Regions from separate parts of the Mus musculus genome. Here region 2 is linked to region 1. The links are chromatin contacts, called in public Hi-C maps. All regions are on one chromosome and are shown on one strand. Each heading gives the region's core, a stretch centred on a gene start, on an enhancer-like site or on the middle of the called end of the contact. The rest is flanking DNA. Distances are from core to core; before and after follow the strand shown.

The links. A called contact is a pair of places that touch in the nucleus more often than the background predicts.
Region 2: a contact with region 1 is called in a Hi-C map of cortical neurons, with 6 times the contacts expected there. The contact joins two enhancer-like sites. A contact is called at or near these places in 28 of 484 Hi-C or Micro-C datasets (the N1E-115 cell line, cardiomyocytes, cerebellar granule neurons and 13 more) and 1 of 9 other capture datasets (embryonic stem cells).

What each region holds. Positions count from the first base shown.
Region 1 is chr5:103,851,413-103,856,786 of GRCm38.p6, forward strand. Aff1 (AF4/FMR2 family, member 1) reads left to right here. Exons shown (of 20, transcript NM_133919.4): 20 at 1-3,910. Among named protein-coding and RNA genes, the nearest start is that of Gm42139, 31 kb to the right of the region's middle. Within about 2 kb of position 2,934, at least 92 of the 459 cell types and tissues checked have an H3K27ac peak or open chromatin away from gene starts, as enhancers often do. A contact at or near this core is called in cerebral cortex and cortical neurons, where this site is marked.
Region 2 is chr5:104,337,166-104,342,539 of GRCm38.p6, forward strand. Mepe (matrix extracellular phosphoglycoprotein with ASARM motif (bone)) reads left to right here. Exons shown (of 3, transcript NM_053172.2): 3 at 1-1,446. The coding sequence ends at 1,156. Among named protein-coding and RNA genes, the nearest start is that of Mepe, 15 kb to the left of the region's middle. Within about 2 kb of position 2,951, at least 18 of the 459 cell types and tissues checked have an H3K27ac peak or open chromatin away from gene starts, as enhancers often do. A contact at or near this core is called in cerebral cortex and cortical neurons, where this site is marked.

The sequences.
Region 1 (5,374 bases), core at 1,684-4,183:
CCCACTCCCCAGTGCCTAGAGTGCTGCACATTGTCTAGCTCTGGTCTCTCTGGCTGTCCTGAGAAGAATCCCTAGTCAGTCCTATGGGGGAGTGGCAGCATTTGGATGCGGGTTCTATCTCACAGTCTTCCCCACAACCCTAGAGGCCTAACACTTCCTCCTGACACACGCCACCAAAGGGACTGGCTAAGCAGCATTGACCTTGGGCGAACACAGGAGCCTCATGTTGACTTTGGGCTGTAGGCAGATGCAGTTCATCATCTGTCTGCTGGAGCTGGAGTCCCGGGCACTGACAGTGCTGTGGCTACCCTGTGTATCAGTGAGCGAAAGTGAGAAGTCTTCCTAGAGAGGTATTTTTCTGCTACAAGTGTTTTATATTTATAGCAAAACTCAGCTTTCTATCCAGGATATCCTTGGCTATCCAGGGGACATTAGCTCCTGGAGAGGATGTGGAGTTTGGGGGGGGGGGCAGGATTAACTTCAACTTTAAAAAACACCCCACTATCATACACCTTCAGTCCAGACCATCTTCTAAGGTATCGTGACTTGATGAGGTTGAAGAAGATCTGTGACCTTCCCAGGCTACACCCCACCCACAGTAGACCAGGTTCACTTAGATGGGAAGTGAAGAATACACTCAGAATTCACACCTGCCCGTAAACACAGGCCTTTCCTTGAGACTTCAAGGTTACTACTGGAATACTCTCAAGTGTTTTTAAAAAGCCAGTTCTTTTTAATCCCTTCTAGAAAGAAAGTAGAATTTGCACATGTTCACCATGGAGGTGTGTTACGGCTCCCCCTGCCTCTCTTTCCTGCCAGCCATGCTTGTCTGTGTGCATTTGGAGATTAGTGGAGATGGGAGACCCATCTTTCCTTAGTGATGATGTCTGTGGTCCTTGTGGTAACATCAGGACTTTCTTGGTACCTTGGTTAAATCTACACAGGGTCTCTAGGTGAGTGCGATACCAGGTTTTTCAGGGCAAACTGTCTGTGATACTCCTTGGTCTTCTCAGCCTTCTCTCCTGGTTTGAATGAAGCCAGAAAATGGCTACCTTGTACATATCTGAGTATAGACCAAGACGGTGATCCAGCTAAGCCCTTTTCTTTATTGATATTCTGAAGCCAAGCCATGTCTGACTGAGTCGAAGTGTATGGTAGGTGGTCCCTAGCACAGTGGGGCTTGTGGGCTCATCAGGATCTTTTCTCCCACAGCCCTGCATCCCTTGCAGCCTGTTGGTTGTAAAATGGCTATGATCCTTGTGAGAGGTTCTGGCCTACTGAAGTTTTGCCAGAGCATGTGTACATCCTGCCAGCAGATCACTGTGCCCCTTGCCTGGACAGAATCAGCCAGTGTAGGAAGAACAGGCTGCCTCATTCTTTAATGGGTGGGTTTTCTCCTCAGTTTTATTTGTACCTTGAAAACCAATGCAGTTGGACAGGATCCGTTTGTGCCAGTTTGGTCTGTAGCTATTGCACTGCTGGTTTTCCCACAACACTGCACCTAGAGAGCATGAGCCTTGTCTGTCTTCTTCAGGGGAAAACCCCAGGGCTGTTCTGCGCTGCTTATTGTAAAACCCCGAAGACTCAAATTTTATACCATCTGCACAGTTCACTGTGTGCTTAAACTTACCAGAGGCAAATTTTCCCCTGAGGTGATTATTTTGGGAGGACTATAACATTAGCCCCTTTGAATATCTGATGTTCTTAAAACCATGGAAGAGCATCCACCTTATGGGGGGGGGCAGCATTTAATGAATGAATCTTCCATTTGCCACTACAAAGGGTGTGTGTGGCCCATCTGTCTGGGACACAAAGTAGAGGAACACAATAATGTTTTCTCTTTTGGAAAAAATTAAAATTAGATACATGTAAAAAACCCTGTTACTAAAACAGGTTGCCCTTGGTTAAGGTGCCTAGAGGGCAGACCACATGGCAGTAGGGAGGAGCAGGAGGGCCCAGCAAGTGCTTGCTAATGGTCCCTTACAAAGTGACATTTATTTTGTAGAGGTTCTGACAAATGTCTATCCATTCCCTGGACCACCACCACCCAGCCTCATCTGTAGGAAGTTTCAAACGGGCTCTTCCCCATCTTAATTGAAAATGTGCCTTTACTATGTTGATGTTAGGGACAGGACCTTAAGTCCTACGATTCCTGTTTGGTAACTTATAAAAGGACTTGTGCTCTTGAGCTGTGGTCTCTGATGCAGAAGATGAGAGATTCAGCTAGACGTATTTGTGCCTTTGCTGACCAAACATAAATTCTGAAGTTACGCTGTTTGTTTTGCTGTGGCTTTGAGTGGGTTCATGGGTTTTATATGTTTCCTTTCCTGCTTTGTGAAATTCGAGATGAGTTGGGCTTAAAAAATATTATATATATCTAAGATCTTTCCATACCTCTTACAGATTCTTTTTCTTCTTAATGACTTATTTCCCCCAACACTACGAAATGTCTTTGAAAATTTACCACTTCATCTGTTACCTTCTTCATCAATGGTTAGTATTTAAATCGCCTCAGAATGTTTTAGGGGCTCCTGTCTAAAACACAGAAGTGTAGGTTTTTCTCATTGAAGAATGAGCTATGGAGATGCGAGGATCAATTTTGATGCCCCCCTCCCCCTGCCTCTTTCCCCTGGTTTTGGCTCATTTGGAACTACTGGGCAAGAGGACTTTTCCTGTGGAAGGGAAGTGTAAGGACAGACGGGCATGTGTTGGGATTTTGGGATTTCTGCCAGGCGATCCTCCATATGCAGTCCAGTTTCCCACTTACTGAGAGCAGCTGTCTGGTAGCCGTGCCTCTTACTGATGCATTGACAAGCACCGCATCACCACATTTCTTTGAGCGACTGTAAAATTTCCTGGTTCCTTGGGGGTGAATCACACTCTGTTCTGTTCCGCTGTGCGTCAGACATCAGCAGTTACTGTGGTGGGCAGAGAAGTGCCTCTTTCCCTACCTAAGAGGGAGCCAGAGGACAGGAAGGAAGCGTAGAGCTCTCTGCAAGCCTGTATATTGCTATATTTGTCCCCATAGGACACCGGATTGAGGCTGGCGGCAGGCAAGCCGGGCTGCACTGTTGAGCTGGGGCGGGGGGAGGGGGGCAGAGGCTGACCTAAGGAAGATGAACTCACTTTGCTTAGATGTTTTAGCAATGCTCAGTACAGGCAGTATTACGTTTGCCTTTCATTCAGGCCATGACATGTATTGCTAAGAACACTGCACATCTCATGATATCGCGGGTACACTGTTCGTGGTGGGGTGTGTCCATGTGTGTCCCGAATTTTAATTTTTTTCTGAATGTGATCATGCTTTGGATGATACCTGAGCAGGGTTGCCTTTTTTTTTTAATTTATTACCATTATATATTATATTATATATTATATATTTTCTTTCTTAAAATGTTAGAAGTCAAATCTTGGTATTAAAATTGCTTTAAAAAGGAGTATGTTGTCAAGGTGATAATGAGAATCACTGGTCTGCCTTTAATGAGTTTTTCTTTATCATGGAATAATGTGCCAGCTCTGATCAGCACAGTGGTTTTGTGTGCAGGCTGGGGAAGCAGCCAGGCTCCCGGTGAAGATGCGCAGTGCAAATACGGGGAGCACCACAGATGTAAAAATCAGCATCAGCAGTGGAACGGCACCCCTGGGGCTTCTGTGAATGGGGTTCATCTGCCTCATGGGAGACTCTGAAAGGGGGCAGACGTGATCTGTGAGAGTTTTTTTTAAAAGAAACTGCAAAAGATCTTTCCAAAGATGATGTGCCACAGATCTTTTGTTTTTCTCTGTAACAAGGACTAAGTGCTGTCTTAGAAAAGGTAATTGACTTGTTCATCTTCACAATCTTTCCTTTCCACAAGATCAAACTGTAGGGAAAAAAAAGGATATTTAATAAAAATTTAGAGAAATGATTGGAGTTGAGCCTGTGGCTTTTATTTTGTTCAAATGAGAGGATTCTTGTTTGTTGAGCCAGGGTCTTTCTGGAGCTGACCTCACAAGAGTGAAATGTGAACTGCCCTTCAAATATGCACTGGGGCTTTCTGTGAAACTCAGAGTTAAAACACGATTCTTTAGGATTGACTTCAAAACTGATGGGCAGACAGACCATCCATACTCTATGGGAGGAGTTGATGCTTGCCTTAGAAATACCAGGCTTGCTTTAGTAACCGAGCAGGCACTGGGTAAGTGGCATCCGAGGAGTCCGGGAGCTCTAGGCTTGTCCAGGGCGATGCTAGGGCCCCAGGGTCCTTATCAGTATTTATACCTGTATCTGAAGGCACACAGTCCGCACACACATGCACTGATCAGTGACACAGGCGCTTTGCCATGGTGTGTGACACCCTTCAAAGGACAAACTGCTTATTTCCTTCTCTCCTTTCCTGAGGCCACCTGCTCACCTGCACATGTCCTTTCCCCGGGGCCTAGGAGCCTGTGGCAGCTGACACTGGGTCTCCACATTCACACTGTCTAGGTCAACTTTAGGACACTACTACACTGTTGTGAAGAGACCCTGGTGCTCCCTGCACGTCTGCGATTCAGGACACTGGTGCAGATGCCTCTCCTGAAAGGGTGTGGCGGGTCTGAGGCAGCAGGGCAGTCTCCGCCCTTCCCTCTCCACAGGCTTCAGCCACTCCACCTGTGTAAACCCTTACACCACTAAGGCCTTGGGGCGGAAGGTGGATGAAATCAGGAGCAGCCTTTTAGTGTTGACTTTAATGAACCTCCAGAGATTAGAGAGGGCTCAGGGACAGTGAGTGGGATGGCTCAGTAGGTGACGACGGCACTTGCCACTAGGCCTGACAGCCTGAGTTCAGATCTCTGGGTTTCACATGGTGGAGAAAACACATAAGTGGTTCTGTTCCCCGCCCCCACCCCACCCAAATAAACTTTTTAATTAAAGCCACCAGCCTAGTTTCTGAGGTAATAATGTGGTGAAGAGAAAGAATATTTTAAACCTGGGCTCATGTTGTTCTTAGTATGCTAACAGACAGGAAATACAAATTTTAACCAGCCAGTTTTGAAGCTAGGCTTCTCCTTAGGGCTAGGTTTCCCAGATGTAATGTGTACAACTGGACACTAGATGGCAACCGTTTCTTTTGGTATTAACCACAGTGACCCTTCACACCATGTTGAAAGAATTTAACCAAAGGTAATGATGACACCAGAGGTTGAAAGGAATGTGCAGAACTAGAAAACTTTGTGTTTCTGTGGGAATATAATGATGTGGCCTCTTTGCACAACAGTGTAGTAGTGTCCTAAAGTTAAAACCCAGTTCAACCCCAGAAATTCTTAGAAGTGGGGGAGTTGGGGGGAGCATCAACATTCACAGAAAAGCTGGGCCGCTTCCTGGGTCAATGGGAGTGTCCAGCAGACAGGGCAG
Region 2 (5,374 bases), core at 1,701-4,200, 490 kb after region 1:
AGGCACAGAGGATGGGCAAGGTGCTCTCCTTCACCCGCCTGGCCAGGACAGGTATGGTGCTGCCCTCCTCAGAAATATCACGCAGCCTGTAAAGAGTCTAGTGACTGGGGCCGAACTACGGAGGGAAGGAAACCAGGAGAAGAGACCTCAGAGTGTTCTAAGCGTAATTCCAGCAGATGTCAATGATGCTAAAGTCTCCTTAAAAGACATAAAGAATCAAGAGAGTTATCTGCTAACCCAGAGCAGCCCGGTCAAAAGCAAACACACCAAACACACCCGCCAGACCCGACGGAGCACTCACTACCTGACACATCTCCCACAGATCAAGAAGACTCCCAGTGACCTTGAAGGCAGTGGCTCCCCAGATCTTCTAGTGAGGGGAGATAATGATGTCCCCCCTTTCAGTGGAGATGGGCAACATTTTATGCACATTCCTGGCAAAGGAGGTGCTGGGTCTGGTCCTGAAAGCTCAACTAGTCGCCCCCTCTCAGGCTCCAGCAAAGCTGAAGTTATTGACCCACATATGAGTGGACTAGGCTCTAATGAGATCCCGGGGAGAGAAGGACATGGTGGCAGTGCCTATGCAACCAGAGACAAAGCTGCACAGGGGGCAGGCTCTGCAGGTGGGAGCCTTGTGGGGGGCAGCAATGAAATCACAGGCAGCACCAATTTCAGGGAACTCCCCGGAAAAGAAGGAAACAGAATTAATGCCGGCAGCCAAAATGCTCATCAAGGGAAAGTAGAATTTCACTATCCACAAGTGGCCTCGAGAGAAAAGGTAAAGGGGGGCGTGGAGCATGCAGGGAGAGCTGGTTACAACGAAATCCCCAAGAGCAGCAAAGGTAGCTCTAGCAAAGATGCAGAAGAGTCCAAAGGGAACCAATTAACCTTGACTGCAAGCCAAAGATTTCCAGGTAAAGGCAAAAGCCAGGGCCCTGCTCTGCCCTCTCACAGTCTTAGTAATGAGGTTAAAAGTGAAGAAAACCATTATGTGTTCCATGGACAAAATAATCTTACACCGAATAAAGGGATGTCACAGCGGAGAGGCTCCTGGCCTTCGAGAAGACCCAATTCCCACAGGCGCGCTAGCACCCGCCAAAGAGACAGCAGCGAGTCGTCATCCAGTGGGAGTTCTAGTGAGAGTCATGGTGACTAGTCCCTGGGATTGAACCAGTCCCCTGCTCTAGTCCTGGAGGAAGAGAGGGCACAGCAGGAACTGAGCAAGCCAACAGACCTGGTCCCCTCCAGGACATTGTGCTATTTTAATGGTGGTTATAAGAATTTCTACTCAAAGTTCTAATGCTTTTTTCAATAAAAACTTTCATAAGAATTTGTATAATAGGTAATATTTGGACAGGCGACACATTAAAATAGTCTGTGAATGTCACAAGTGCCTTGATACGTCATCATTTGCTCTTCAGACATGAAAATAAATATGCTTGCTCTATGGTGGTGTGTAATTACATGATCTACAGGCAACTGACTGTTGGTGGTATGGGAAGAATTAAGAGATAACAAGGTTAGTCCGCCTACAGCAAAGAGGTAAGGTGTGTGGACCGAATCCCCTGGACAAAGCTTGAAAGCGTCACTCTGATCTGGGATTTCATGGCCTGTCAGTGATCTTTCCTCTGTCTGCATTTACTGTGTCCTATGAGGCAAGTTTAATTACTGAAGCAAATCAAATGTTAATCACATTTTGCTGGTTCTTTCTTCATTTAGAGAGGAGAATAGGATGTAGGAAGTGTTGTGGGGGATGGGGAGACAGTCAAAATCTGGTTCAATATAATATTCACTGAACTCTCCCAAAGTATCCCTGGTTCTATTTCTGTTTAGCATTAATGTTTTCCTCCCAAGATGGTCTGACGATGAGACTGCTGTCTGCTGCTGAGGAAAGCTTTTGTCTCGCGGCAAGAGAAAACTTGTACCTGGCTAGTGCTCCGTTCCTCTTTTCTTGTGCCTTCTCCTTGGCTTAGCATGGGCCTTCTGTCTGGGTGTGCAGTAGCCAACATGTGGCCATGAGGGAGAAACAGAGTGAGTGGGAGCCACTGAGTCAGCTCTGTCACAAGTGCCTTGATACGTTATTTCCTGCTCTGAGCATCTTGTCTGCCAGAAAACCAGCTCTCCCTATGTCAGACATTGATGTAGTATTGTCCCTGATGCCTGCTTTAAAGTCATCACTAATACACTCTTCCATTCTAACATCTCTCCTAAATGAGGAGCATCAAGGGAAGGGATGCCAAGGAGGGATGGAGCCAACATAAAGGAATGTGGGTATTTTTTTTCTCCTGTCCCTTTAGACTCTCAAACAGCAGACACCCTAACCAGCATGTTTGGTGCAGCATCTGCGTTTTGATTCCTCGTACTCTCTCTGTTTTAATAAAAAATTAATTTTGACCACCACCTCCACAAAGCACTCTGAAGGCAATTAAGTAAAGGAATTAAAGCTGAATTTAAATTGTAATTGAATAAGTTGAAAACAGCTCAGCATCTTTTACACAGGAACGGTCTGAGCACATGGAAACTCTTGAGATGGCAAGAGAAAGCTAAGTCGGTGGAGAAAGCAGATGCTGTCTTAGGTCCAGGTCCTGACTTCTCTGTTTTCTAGGGGACAGTTCCCTTGTTAGAGTGTTCCCCCTTCCCCATGTTTGAGCACACATGAACAGCCCTTCAAGGCACCTGCAAGGGTTATATCTGCTGCCTTGTAAGGGAACTGGAACGCCTTCACAATGTGCTGTTCTTAAATACACACGTGTACAGATCCAGTCCTGCAGAAGCCCACAGGACCCTCCCCCATCAGACAGGCTGCTCGTTCTCTCCGCTCTCGTGTTTCAGCAGGACCATCCTCACTGAAAAGTAACCTTGCATGGTCTCCAAAACGGACAGGTTTAGCCTCTCCTAGTTGCCTTTCAAAGGATGAGGAACATAGATACAGCCTGCCACCTTGTGCCCAACAAGAAGAACTGCCCATTCCCGGGAGAATCAGGGGTCTACCGTTTTATTTGCCTGCGGACAGTGCACTTCCTCCAAGCCACGTGCCTGGGTTTCTCCGAAAAATCAGGGAAGACTACCTGATACTGTTTAGCTTAACAAAACCCACAAAATGAGCACAATTTACAAAATTCTGTGAAGATTAAAAGGGAAGAAATACTCATGAGCTACTAAGTGGATAATGTAACTAAAGAGAAAGGTGATCAAGAATAAAGCATCAGACTTGGGGATAGCTTAGTAGATAAAGTGTCTACTGCTCATGCGTGAGGACCTGAGTTACCTTAGCAATGAGTGGGTGGAGTCAAAACAAGTGAATCCGCAGAGCTCATTTATTGATGGGATTTATTGATGAGCTAGATTTATTGATGAGCTCCAAGTTCAGTGGGAGACTTTGTATCAAAAATAGAAGATGGAGAACAACAGTGCAAGATATCTGAAGCTAATCTTTGGCCTACTCACACACACACCGTGTACATGCACACCCTTGCTGATACACACGTACACTCTTAAGTACCTGTACAGACATCACATAGATGTGTGCTTGTGCGCATGCGCATGGGTATACACACACACACACACACACACACACACACACACACACACACAGAGGAGGGGAGAGAGAGGGAGAGGGAGAGGGAGAGGGAGAGGGAGAGGGAGAGGGAGAGGGAGAGGGAGAGGGAGAGGGAGAGGGAGAGGGAGAGGGAGAGGGAGAGGGAGAGGGAGAGGGAGAGGGAGAGGGAGAGGGAGAGGGGTCAGAGGTGCCTAGTTCAATACTAAAAAGCCATAAAGGAGTTCCTTTAAAAACATGTAGACAGACCTCTACTGGTAAATAAGAACTTTGAAGTTGGTGGCTTTAGATTGTAGAGCATGCATTTTAGAGTTTAAGAAAGATCACTTCAGTTAGAGGACGGGGAGGCAGCAGTGATGAGCAGGGCGCTTCAGAGAGCAAGACAGAGGGAGACTCATGCTTATCATAGATACAAGGGCACTGGACAGGAGCGGCCAGGAACTGCAAGTGGGCCCCACCACTCAATAGACAGTGCTTTAAAGCATGAGGTAGTTGATTGTATTTGTCCCATGCTTAGAAATGTGGCTGTTGGCTATATTTGAATTTTCACAGTTTAAGTTGCTAATGGATTAGTAACAAAAGTTAAATTATCTTAATTTAAGCTTATTTGCTTAGGACAATGAGGCAGAGGGAGTCTGGAAGCTGTGGGTGTTGTGTTATATTAAATCAAGCAGTCATTTTGCAGTGTTGCTTCTGATGGGGGTGGTCTGGCACCAGTCTTGGAATAGCATGTATGATATAAGGTCGTGAATAGAGAATCTGCTGTTTTGATTGTAACAAGTTCCTCAAGTGATTATGATTATATTTGAATGAGTATATTCCAAATTTAAAATTACTGCCTTGGGTGTCTTTTCCAGTGACTATGAAATCACTTTTCTGGGTCTCCCATGGCCCACGGACAATCAAGACTTCTTACTAATTTGATTCTGTGGGCATAGTTCCATCTCTGATGAAAATAGCTGATCTTTATAGATATTTCACAGCAAGAAATAATAAAAAAGAATCAAGGCTCTTGGGCAGCAGCCATCGTTGGAAGTGTATGTGTCTCTACCCTAGCTCACAATTCTGTGCACAACGACCTGCTAGCTATCAAGCGTGAGTGTTGCTGGCCTTGTACTGAATGGTCGATTAGACAGGATATCCCAAATTGCTCAACACCATGTGTCTCTGTGAAAGACAGAAGGGAATGTGAGGAGAAGTCAGGAGGGAACTAAGGTGGCGCTCACTCTTGTAAAGGAGCAAGAGTTATGCATGCCGATGACAGTGGCATCTCCTGCTTCACATTGCTCAAAGCTCCGAGTGCTGACAAGAACTACTTACTGTGATAAGAAACTTTAGTCAGTACAATTTTTCATAGTGTTCCTTGAGTGTGTGGGACTCCTCTGTCTTGGTCCTTGGTTAATGTTGAAGCTCGCTAGTCCACAAGAGTCCAGATTATCAAACACTATGAGCCCTTCTCAGGCATGGGTCCCAGTCACAGCCAGACTTCAAAGCAAGCAACAGGTGGAATGAAGATGGAGTGTCCCCGTGTGAATGCTCCCTTGCTCCCCACGACCACAGGCAACCACCGCAAACAAGCCCCTCTCCAACTCTTGGAGGTGGCACAAGGTTTGCTCAGAGCACCCAAGTGAATGAAGTGTCTTCATTATTTCAGCTCACTCTTGCTTGTTAAGCTATGACTTACTAAAAAGCTTAGAAAACAAGCCTTTGGTCTGCTGGTATGGATTTATTTTATGAAATAATATCTCTGACCACAAAAGTAGAATTCTAAAAGTAAATATATAAAAGCAGTAAAGTAAATAAAATAAAAAGTAAATA